Regions from separate parts of the Acanthopagrus latus genome. Here region 2 is linked to region 1. The links are chromatin contacts, called in public Hi-C maps. All regions are on one chromosome and are shown on one strand. Each heading gives the region's core, a stretch centred on a gene start, on an enhancer-like site or on the middle of the called end of the contact. The rest is flanking DNA. Distances are from core to core; before and after follow the strand shown. Region 1 holds the start of LOC119017293 (zinc finger protein 239-like). Region 2 holds the start of LOC119016997.

The links. Hi-C and Micro-C count contacts between places; a contact is called where the count stands out from the background.
Region 2: a Hi-C map of muscle shows a contact between it and region 1, with 2.7 times the contacts expected there. The contact joins the promoter of LOC119016997 here to the promoter of LOC119017293 in region 1. A contact is called at or near these places in 3 of 4 Hi-C or Micro-C datasets (liver and muscle).

The regions. Positions count from the first base shown.
Region 1 is chr3:543,329-549,149 of fAcaLat1.1, reverse strand. LOC119017293 (zinc finger protein 239-like) reads right to left here and starts at 1,461. Exons shown (of 2, transcript XM_037093925.1): 1 at 940-1,461; 2 at 1-570. The coding sequence starts at 1,090.
Region 2 is chr3:756,553-761,940 of fAcaLat1.1, reverse strand. LOC119016997 reads left to right here and starts at 2,780. Exons shown (of 10, transcript XM_037093395.1): 1 at 2,780-3,212; 2 at 3,733-4,597. The coding sequence starts at 2,984. It overlaps LOC119017283 (gastrula zinc finger protein XlCGF8.2DB-like), which reads left to right. Exons shown (of 2, transcript XM_037093892.1): 2 at 367-2,033. The coding sequence starts at 606. The coding sequence ends at 1,685.

The DNA.
Region 1 (5,821 bases), core at 212-2,711:
GGCCGAAGCTCGCAGCACATTCAGAGGGGATGAACGACGACGTCCCGGAGTTGAAGTCCACGTCGCTCACATGTACTTCACTGTTCTGCAGAGGGTTTAAACCCGTCTGTGGTCCCGCCGTCTCGTCCCGATCACAGCTGTAATCAGTCTCGTGTTCAAAGGCATTGTCATCAGAATCAGAGCCGCTGTCATCAGAGTCGGAATCGGAGGCGTCGTCATCGCTCTCAGATTCAGAAGCGTCTTCTGAATCCAGTTCAGAGGAGTGTGACGCCTTGTCTTCAGTCACAGGGTGTAAATGTTGAACTGGATCTGAGGTCCTGGCTGGTTCTGGTCCTCCACAGTCCTCTCCGTCAGCCCCGGTCTCCATCTGTTCGGTCAGACTCTGACCAGGCTGTGAGGACCTGTTTTTCTTGTCATCGTCGTCACCCTTCGCCGGGAGAGGAGTGAAGGTGAACTGGATGATGTCGGCCTCCTCCTGACTGGTCCAGACCTCCTCCTGCTCCTCCTTAATGTGCAGCAGCTCCGGTGGCTCAGAACAAACCTCCTCACTGCCCGACGGCTGCTGGACGTCTGTGGAGGAGAAACACACTCAGGTAACACGTCCTGGTAGCAGTTCAACACCTCGCAGCACCAACAGTCTCAACACACTGAGATTCATGAGATGTGTGTGAAGACGATGGATTACAAGTTCAGACTGACATGGAGATGACGTCACCACCGTTTATCTCTTCAGGGGGAACTAAAGATTTATGATCATGTTGTCATGACTCTTTGGTTTGTATCTCACTACACGTGTGTCATCTGCTTCTCACCAAGACAAAGTCAAAGTGTTTCCGTTTTGTTTTAATGACATTTCAGTCTTTGACTCTACAGTCCAGTTCGTGTTCCGGTCGATATGATGGAGTTTTATTCTTCTTCGTGTGTTGAAAGTGAACTAACCTGTTTGTTTCTGGACGGCCAGTAGTTTCCGGTGTCGACACAGTTCCTCCTCGTACTCTGCTATCGTTCTTTCAAACAGCTCAAATATCTCTTCAGCAGCCGCAGTTAGTCGCTGCTTCACAACAACTCTCAGCGTTTGGACTTTAGACATTTTCACTGACTCACACGAACTTTCCCTCCAGAAACACTCCGTTAAAAACTGTCTGCTCACTCTGATGTGCGCTGTGTTCACAGTCCGCTCGGCTCCGTCTACTTCCTGCTAGCAAGCTAAGTTAGCTTCATTAGCTCCGGAAACAGCTCCGACCAGCAGCGCGTGTCCGTCTGTTAGCTGCTAATAAACTACGCTAGCTGCTTTAGCATCCTCAGCTAACAGCAGTCGGTCCACAGAAACACGAGAATCCGGTCAGAACAGAACTTCGCTCCGACTCCGTGTTGTGGTGACAGGTAACGGGAAAAGTTAGCGTTAGCCGCGACAAGTACTTCCGGTATCTCTTCTTCTTCTTCTTCTTCTTCTTCTTCTTCTTCTTCTTCTTCTTCTGTTTTCATTGCGGGTTGGAGCCGTGTTCATGCAGTGTTTATACCGCCACCTGCTGTCCTGTGGGGAGAAATTACGTCTCCTTCTTCCTCCTACACATCCTTCACCACTGTTCTGCTGGTATGACAATGATTTAAACAATATTTATATAATCACAAACAAACATGCAGTAAAATAAAACTGACAACCGAAAACAACAGAAGTGAGATTTTGTGCTGATGTTAGCAGCCTTGATACGTTTAATGTGAATGTATAATAACAGAGACATAAATATAAACGTGTGTGTTATTACACATTAAGATGACTGTAATTCAGAGTTGAGCTGTGAATCATTAAACCTTCTGTACATTAAAGATGTTTAACGTTCAAACAGAATCAGATTTATTCAGCGTCTTCATACCTGCAGCTCAGAGCAGCTGATCACAGATCTGCTGCAGCTGCAGGCGTTTACATTAACATCCTGTAATAACACAGCTGTCCATCACTGCACACACACACACACACACACACACACACACACACACACACACACACACACACACACACACACACACAGTGAGAATGGGTGTGTGTGTTGTGGATAATTTCAGGTTTGCAGTGATTACAGTCACGTGTCTCATCTTTAGTTTCAGGGAACAGCAGAAGAAGAAGCTCACAGTCACAAACAGAAGATAAACAGTGTAAACCTGATCAGCCAATCAGATCGCTCAGATATTAAAGTCCAGAAGATGTTTGAGGTCATGACAGAGTTCCTCCAGCAGAGGGAGTCGGAGATCAGCTGAGAGAACACTTTGTTAAAGTCCCGATCTGCTCATATTTTACATGTTTATATGTTTATGTTTGTTATGTTGACGTGTGTTTATGCCTTTATATGTTTCTGTGTCTATATAACAGTGATGTTTCTCCCAACACATGTTTGTGTTCATGTCAGAGAAACGTCGTCAGTGGAGCAGCTGTGGATTCATCCGCTGGTGAAAGTAGTCCCCAACAAAGTCAGTATTTTATCCTTAAACATGAAAATATATATTTGTGTTTGTTAAGATTCACATCTTCAGCGCGCTGTTTAAAAAAATGTTTAAATTACGTAGAAGACGGTAAAACATCAGCAGCAAACATTTAACAGTGGTTTACCGTAAAATTACATCTTTTTTGTGAGAAATTATTTTTGTCATTTTCTCGTTGAATTTCAATTACAAAGTAAAAAAACATTAGTGTAATTTAAATAACAGTTTAATAACATCATTTTAAAACTTCAGTCAATTCTGATTCGTCTTTAAAGAAAACGTCACTTTGCTGTATTTTTATCTGAATATACAGGATCTAACAATTAAATATCAGTCATTGTTATATATGAAAAAACAATAATAATATAATGTGTTTCTACAGGATGTTGTTGTTTCAGCAGCAGCTTCACTGTGAACACATGAAACATGACATCATCAGCACTGTGTGACAGCATCAGTCCATTCATGTCATTTAAAGTTTGTCACGTTTCTGTTTAAAAGTGATTTTACCGTTTTATCACAAACAGAACATACAATCAGATGATGTATATTATTTATAAATTAATGATATTTGATGATATATTTTAAAAACAGCACGTTAACACACACACACACACACACACACACACACAGCTGATCTGTTCTTCAGTTAACTTCCATGTAAACAAACTCCTCTCCCTCCGTCCGCAGCTCCCCACGTCTCCATGTCTCCATCATCGCCTCCGCCTCCCAATGAGCTCGGGTCCATCGCTATAGCAACTGGTTGCCACGGGCAACGAGACACAGCCAGCACCAGCGAGCCAGCATCCTCCTCACAGTTGATGTCGAAGGCAGAGCGGAGAGAAGGCGCGGTGTGAGCGGAGCAGCAGCCAGAACCAAACCGACACAATCCAGAGAAAACATCCAATCAGACGGCCGGTTTCTCCTCGCCGCTGCCTCCACCTCTGGAGCCTGAAGCAGACGATGACAGGATGGTGACAACTTGTTCTTCCAGGAAAGTGTTGGAGTGCAGGCGGTGACCCCGACGCTGCCGACGCCGCTGCTGCAGGGTGAGTCCCAACTTCACGTTTTACCTGAATCCTGTCTGTCAGGAGCGGCGTGGCTCGGAGAGGGTTCAGGGTGGTGCAGGGTGGAGGTGAGCCGTGTCGTAGACCTGTGTGTGTGCCGGGTGTGTGATGGCGTCTGCTGCCGGGTGAAATGTGAGGATTTCATGTTGTTTATTCTCCGCAGCGGCACCAGAAACCAGAGAGATGCTGTCAACAGGTCTTTAATATTTCAGAGTACGGAGCTGCAGTTTGTGAGCTGAGCTGAAGAACGTGTTCAGGTTTTATTGACTGATCATTTAAACAGAAACATAAATGCATCTTGTTCACCCGGAGGTCAGGACCCTCAGACCACCTCAGGATCAGAGATAATTAAAGAGCAACTTGTCGTGTTTGAGGACGTCGACCGGCCTGTTTACCCCTCGACTGAACGTTCACACCCTGTTTCACGGCTCGGTGCTCCGGTCGGTCACAAGCTGGTGCAGAGACGCGTTTATCATCATTTTAACTTCTTCACATGATGAATTCTTTCATCGTGCTGCGAGAAGAATTTTAAACCCAGTTTGTTGGTGACTGAGGAGGAGACGAGTGTGACGAGCCCTCGTCTGGGTCCTGTTGTTGTTGTTGTTGTTGATGTGAAGCGTCTTCACACTGTGGTCCTGCTGGAGCCACAGTGGAGGATCACAGATGTCAATCATCATTTAACATTTAACAAAAGAGAGAAGACGTTCAGGACGCCACATCAACAAGGATCAGTCTCTGATCTAAGATGAGGTACTGAACCCCGGTGGTCCTGTAACACCAGCCGGCGCCTGTGGCTGGTCGAGGCGTGGTCCAGACCCGAGTGACGTGCTTTTAATTCTAAACCTCAGAAGTCCTGATCCGTGTGTTTTTGGGGGGTAAATGAGGAGAAGACTGAGTCTCCATGACGTCGTGTTTGTCAGAAGAAATAATGTCAGATAAAATGTGTTAATTAGTACGTTCAGACGTGACGCTGTATTTTAGTTACGAATGGAGAACCAAGACCTGCAGGGTGAGTCTGTTTACCACCATTAAAGGAACAGTTCACCCAGTCCTCCTCTCCTCCTCCTGAGGATATAAAGTCCTCCTCTCCTCCTCCTGAGGATATAAAGTCCTCCTCTTCTCCTCCTGAGGATATAAAGTCCTCCTCTCCTCCTCCTGAGGATATAAAGTCCTCCTCTCCTCCTCCTGAGGATATAAAGTCCTCCTCTTCTCCTGAGGATATAAAGTCCTCCTCTCCTCCTCCTGAGGATATAAAGTCCTCCTCTCCTCCTCCTGAGGATATAAAGTCCTCCTCTCCTCCTGAGGATATAAAGTCCTCCTCTCCTCCTCCTGAGGATATAAAGTCCTCCTCTCCTCCTCCTGAGGATATAAAGTCCTCCTCTCCTCCTCCTGAGGATATAAAGTCCTCCTCTCCTCCTCCTGATGATATAAAGTCCTCCTCTCCTCCTCCTGATGATATAAAGTCCTCCTCTCCTCCTCCTGAGGATATAAAGTCCTCCTCTCCTCCTCCTGAGGATATAAAGTCTTCCTCTCCTCCTCCTGATGATATAAAGTCCTCCTCTCCTCCTCCTGAGGATATAAAGTCCTCCTCTCCTCCTCCTGAGGATATAAAGTCCTCCTCTTCTCCTGAGGATATAAAGTCCTCCTCTCCTCCTCCTGAGGATATAAAGTCCTCCTCTTCTCCTGAGGATATAAAGTCCTCCTCTCCTCCTCCTGAGGATATAAAGTCCTCCTCTCCTCCTCCTGATGATATAAAGTCAGGTGAAGTGTCGTAGTCTACAGAATAGTTCTCACAACCTGATCTGAGACCAGATTTACATCCTGGACGTGCGGCCGTGCTCGTGCTAACACTGTTAGCTCAGCAGCTACATGAAGTCTTTATCTCAATAAAGAGTGTAAATATGGTTTTGGGTGAACTGCTCCTTTAAAAAGACACACATGATGCTGTGACGAGCCAGAGTCAGAATCAGAATGTGTTGATTTAACTTCTGACCAGCACTCTGATCTGGATTCTTCTGGTTGTTGAGCTTCAGGCAGGCTAGCTGTTTCCCCCCGCTTACACTCTTTATGCTAAGCTAAGCTAACCACACCCTGATTAATGTCCATCATGTCATCTCACCGCTGGAGAGGAAGCGATGATTCATTGAAATGTTGAACTGTTCCTTTAAAGGACAGACGAGACAGAAGTTACAGGTTTGATCAGCTGATCTCAGACCTGCTGACTGTCAACAGGACGCCGCTGTGACGCCAAATCTGTCGACATGTTTCATCCAAGA
Region 2 (5,388 bases), core at 1,531-4,030, 210 kb before region 1:
CAGAGAACCTGATGCGATTAATCAGTGAGAAGGAGTTTGTTTCTTCACTGAGAAGTTGGAGGTGTGCAGCCTGTTGCCTGCAGCTCGTCATCAACCAGCTCCTTCTTGTTCAATACTTTCACTGACTTAATAAAACTACTGTCAGACTTTTTGTACATTAATGACACCTCAGGAAAGGAACTGGTAACACATCAGTGACACGGCTGCTTCTTTATTTACTGGGCTTGATGATAAATGTCCAGCTGGCAACAGTCACCAGCTACAAAACAGAAGAATCTGTGGATCTATAATGATCCCAAAGTGATCCAGCCTGGCTCCTGTTGTTGTTCCAATAACATCTCTCCGTTCATTTCCTTTGTCCTGCAGACGTCCAGCGGTCGGTGAGCAAAGATGAGGTTCCCCCTCAGAAGCAGGAGTGCAGCTCCAGTGTGGGCCAGGAGGAACCAGAACCCCCACACATTAAAGAGGAACAGGAGGAGCTGTGGACCAATCAGGAGGAGGCTGACCTCACCAAGTTCACCTTCACTCCTGTCCTTGTAAAGAGTGATGAAGATGATGTAGAGAAACCTCTGTCCTCACAGCTTCATCAAAGACGATCTGAACAGATGGAGACAGACGCTGGTGGAGAGGACCGTGGAGGACCATATTCAGATCAACATTTACATCCTGAGACTGAAGACAAGACTGAAGACTCTTCTGAACCTGAGACTGAAGTCAGTGATGGTGACTGGGAGGAGACCAGAGAGCCTCAGTCAGAGTTAAACTCTCAGATAAACAATGAAGTTACAGTCAATGTAGGATGTAGTTCTGACAAGGAAGTCTGTGGTAAAAGATGTGGTCTAAAGTCAAAGCTGATGATTCGCAAGAGAAACTTTGTTAGAGAGAAACTGTTTCCTTGTTCTGAATATGGTCAAAGATTCAAAGAAAAGGGAAATCTGACACGACACATGGCTGTACACTCAGAGGAGAGACCATTTAGCTGCTCTGAATGTGGTAAAAGTTTCAAAGTAAAGCAAATTCTGACACGACACATGGCCATACACTCAGGGGAGAGACCATTTAACTGCTCTGAATGTGGTAAAAGTTTCAAAGTAAGGCAAAATCTGACACAACACATGGCCATACACTCAGGGGAGAGACCATTTAGCTGCTCTGAATGTGGTAAAAGATTTATACGAAAGTGGAATTTGACGAAGCACATGGCCATACACTCAGGGGAGAGACCATTTAGCTGCTCTGAATGTGGTAAAAGATTTGTAAAAAAGGGAAATCTGATGGACCACAGGGCCATACACTCAGAGGAGAGACCATTTAACTGCTCTGAATGTGGTAAAAAATTCAAAGTAAGGCAAAATCTGATACGACACATGGCCATACACTCAGGGGAGAGACCATTTAGCTGCTCTGAATGTGGCAAAAGATTCACAGTAAGGCAAAATCTGATACGACACATGGCCATACACACAGGGGAGAGACCATTTAGCTGCTGTGAATGTGGTAAAAGATTTATACTAAGGAGGAATTTGACAAAGCACATGGCCATACACAGAGGGGAGAGACCATTTAGCTGCTCTGAATGTGGTAAAAGATTTATACGAAAGTGGAATTTGACGAGGCACATGGCCATACACTCAGAGGAGAAAACGTTAAGCTCCTCTGAATGTGGTGAAAGATTTCCACCTTAAAAAAACAAATGACACATCGGTCGATAATTGATCTGAAGTGTTCTTGACAAACATTCACTTGGTGGTTGTCTTGCAGGATTCAACATCAGTCTTGAACTTTTTAAATGTCCTGTCTCAGACTTGATTACTTTTTTACTCAGTCTGGTCTCGGTCTCAGACTAAGAGGACTCTGAATATTAAGACCAGTTAAGACTGAAGTGACATCACTGTATTATGTATTTGTTTAATACCTTCTGTACTTATGATGGGCTCTATGAGACAACAGTCACTTAGAGAACCTGATCGTGTTAGCTTGATACGTAAAACGTGGAAAATGAGAGTTGAATAAAAACATTTCGTTTAATTTCACCTCCTCAGAGTTTGTTTGCATTTGTTGCTCATAGCAGAGTTTCCTCAGATATACAGAAGACATGTATCTTATGAGTACATGTATGTAGTTTGTACTGTTGTTGGATGCATCCTGTATCTAGTTGTTCTCTGTACTACTGTAGATGAATCAGACAGATTTTTATTCATTTGGATCAAAAATGACCAGATGTGTATTTAAAGTCAACAGTAAAAGTACAGTAGTACTAGTTTTGCAGTAAATGTTCTGTTTGTGACAGATATCTGATTCTATGTGACATTATTAGATTGTTAATAGTGATGAATCAGTGTTGGATCTACTTTAGTCCAGTGGTTTCCATCCTACAAGTTGGGCCCATCCACAGGGATCCTTCTGGAAATACTCATGAGTAATACTTATGAACTGCCAAGTAGCTCTTCCCTCATAAGATGAGAAAAGATTGTGTTTAATGTAATATATGTGTTAATTGTTCCATTTCCCCATAAAGCAAAACCTCGACGACGTGTGTCGCAGGTTGGGAAACTAACAAATCACAATAAGGGTCAAAGCATATTGGTCCCTTGATGTCTAAGAGGTGGTGAGGAAAAAACACTCCTCACAGAGTGGAGAGGAGAGGTGAAGGGATGCGGAGGAGCTCGTCAGTATTCCATTATCAATGCGCAGTTAGATCACTACAGAACTTTTTCAATTCGCTCATTGTTGTTTACGTTCTGCTCTGCGGAACCATTGATGAGCAGACATTGTTTCCGCCGGACGTGTTTTAGTGTGGGACCTCAGGCACTTTGTTTACTTGGTTCCGTTAGTCTGTGTTGACAGTGACGCGGTCTTTGCTCAGTCTCGGTGTGTTGGACCGTCACGTCGTGTGTCTGTCACCTTCACCTGTTTGGACTCAAAGTGTTTCGTTGTTCGGAGATTAAAACGATTCGAATCATCACGAGAGTTAAAAACAAACATGTCGGCAGAGCAGCAGATGTTCTTCCCGCCTTCCTCTCCTCTGAGCAGCCCGCAGGCAGAGATGGAGACCCTGAGGATGTTCGTCAGCGAGCGGCTGACGGCGGCGGTGGACGACATCCTGGGGGTGTTCGTGAAGACCGTGACCCGGTACCGGGACCACATAGACCGGCAGCAGCGACAGCTGGACAGCCTGAAGTCAGAGGAGGGCCGGTGGATCCAGACAGCAGGTCAGAGTGAGGAACACAACCACAGCACAGAAAGACTGATAATGATATCGATGTCTGCAGAGGAGGATCATTGATACTGCAGTGAAAACACGCCAAGTAATTCACAACCTCACTGCAGATAAAGTATGGAAGCACTGATGAGTATTTAAAGTACAAATGAAAAATGTTCGTGTGGGTGTTTCGTGAGGTGACCAGATTTCTGAAACATTATTCCCACGATACTGTCTGTTAGACTGATGTGGATCTTTTGGGGCCGGTGCTGATGTTGGGGAGTAAAAGATTCTGCTGACCGACAGATCGGATCCGTTAACAAGTGTAATGTTACAAACACGTCTAAAGTTACGTGGGGCTCTTTGAAACTGAGACATGAAGCTGTTTCTTGTTAGTGCAAGACATGAATATAGTTCATGTTTACAAATGACGAATGTATTATCTTTATAATCAGGTAGTAGGTCGATCTCATCATCAATCTGACTGATTGATTGATTGATTGATTGATTGATTTGTGTCGTCCCTGCAGACCCTCTGCAGGCGTCCTCCTGGATAAAAACGTGTCCTGATGACCAGACGCAGACTCTGACCGTCCACACAGACGGTCCGGGTGAGATGGACGCCGGCACCTTGGCAGCTCAGATTAAAACCGAAGTCGGTGCCGGAGACGAGTCCGAACTGAGCGGTGACTTTGATCCAGCCACCGGTTTAGACGGAGGGAGTGACGGACACCTGCTGGCTGAACACTCGGAGACGGAGGACAGCGGAGACTACTGGAGAGAGGATGCAGGTCTTTGGAGACCAGAGGAGACAGAAGAAGCTGAAGGACAGAGTTCATCTCTGATGGCGAAGGATTCAACTGATCTGTCGCATCAGCCGGCGCCGCTGTTCACCTGTAAAGTTTGCGGTGAGTCCTTCCACAGGATCAGCTTCCTGCTCACGCACTCTGCGGCACATCTGAGAGTCTGCGGCCTGTGTGGGAAACATCTGGAGCCGAGCGAGAACCTGAAGCTTCACCTCCGAGTCCACAGGGAGGCGATGTTCCGCTGTGGCGTGTGCGGTCAGAGCTTCACGCTGCGGGGGAACCTGCGGACGCACATGAGGATCCACTCGGGCGAGCGACCGTACGGCTGCACTGTCTGCGGGAAAAGCTTCGGCAGGAGGGCGACGCTGGTGCGACACGTCCGCAGCCACACGGGCGAGAAGCCGTTCGTCTGCACGTACTGCGGTCACGGCTTCGTGGAGAAAGGAAACCTGACGGTGCACCTGCGGACGCACACCGGGGAGAAACCGTACTGGTGCTCCGCCTGCAACAGGCGCTTCAGTCAGCTGTCCTGCTTCTACAAACACCCCTGTCAGAGGAGAGGCCTGAATACTGACTGCCCCAAAACATGACCAGGACTCTGAATGTTTCAAAGTAAACTTCCCTCGAGGCCGGTGGAGGCTGCCGCTGCCTGCTGTCAGTCTCTTGTCTTGGTTTCATGACTGGATGTTTTCAGAGCTGCTCAGGATCGTCTCAGTGTTGAAGCCAAGATTACTGCAGGAACATGACAACGCTTCACATCACCAAGCCTTCTGATTTTACTTACACAGAGAGGCAACACATGAAGCAGCACAGATCTATCAAGGTGCTGATAGAGACAGCTGAGTAAAGTGTTGGTTTGATCGGTTGTTTGACTTAAAAGATAATATTAGCTTTCACTTATCAAACAGAACAGTAATCGATGCCACATACCTGAGACAGGTTAGTACAACAGTGGCGGATCAGAACTTGGATCAAAGCCTGACAGATGCTCAAGAGTTCAGGAAGCTTCAGACACAGCAGCCTGGTCAGCAGGAGTCTTGTAAGAGTCCGGTCGGATCCGTAATAATGTGTCAGTGTGCCAAAATGTATGAAACACATCCTTGAAATAAGAACTCGGAACAGCTGGTGAGTCTCCTGTGGAGGTTTTGATTTTGTTATTTGATTTTAATGAAACAGTTTCATCCAAGAAAGAACTTTCTCACAGATGTTTAGCTTGAGACTCATCCAGCCACTGAGGCAGCTGACCTGAACCTGAAACAGTCTTATTATGTTTTATTGTATTGTATTAAAATGTAATTTATTTTGTTTTATTAAATCGTATTTTGTACTTTTTACTCTTGTCCAATCTAATGCAGTTGAACACAACAGCTCTTCAGTGTT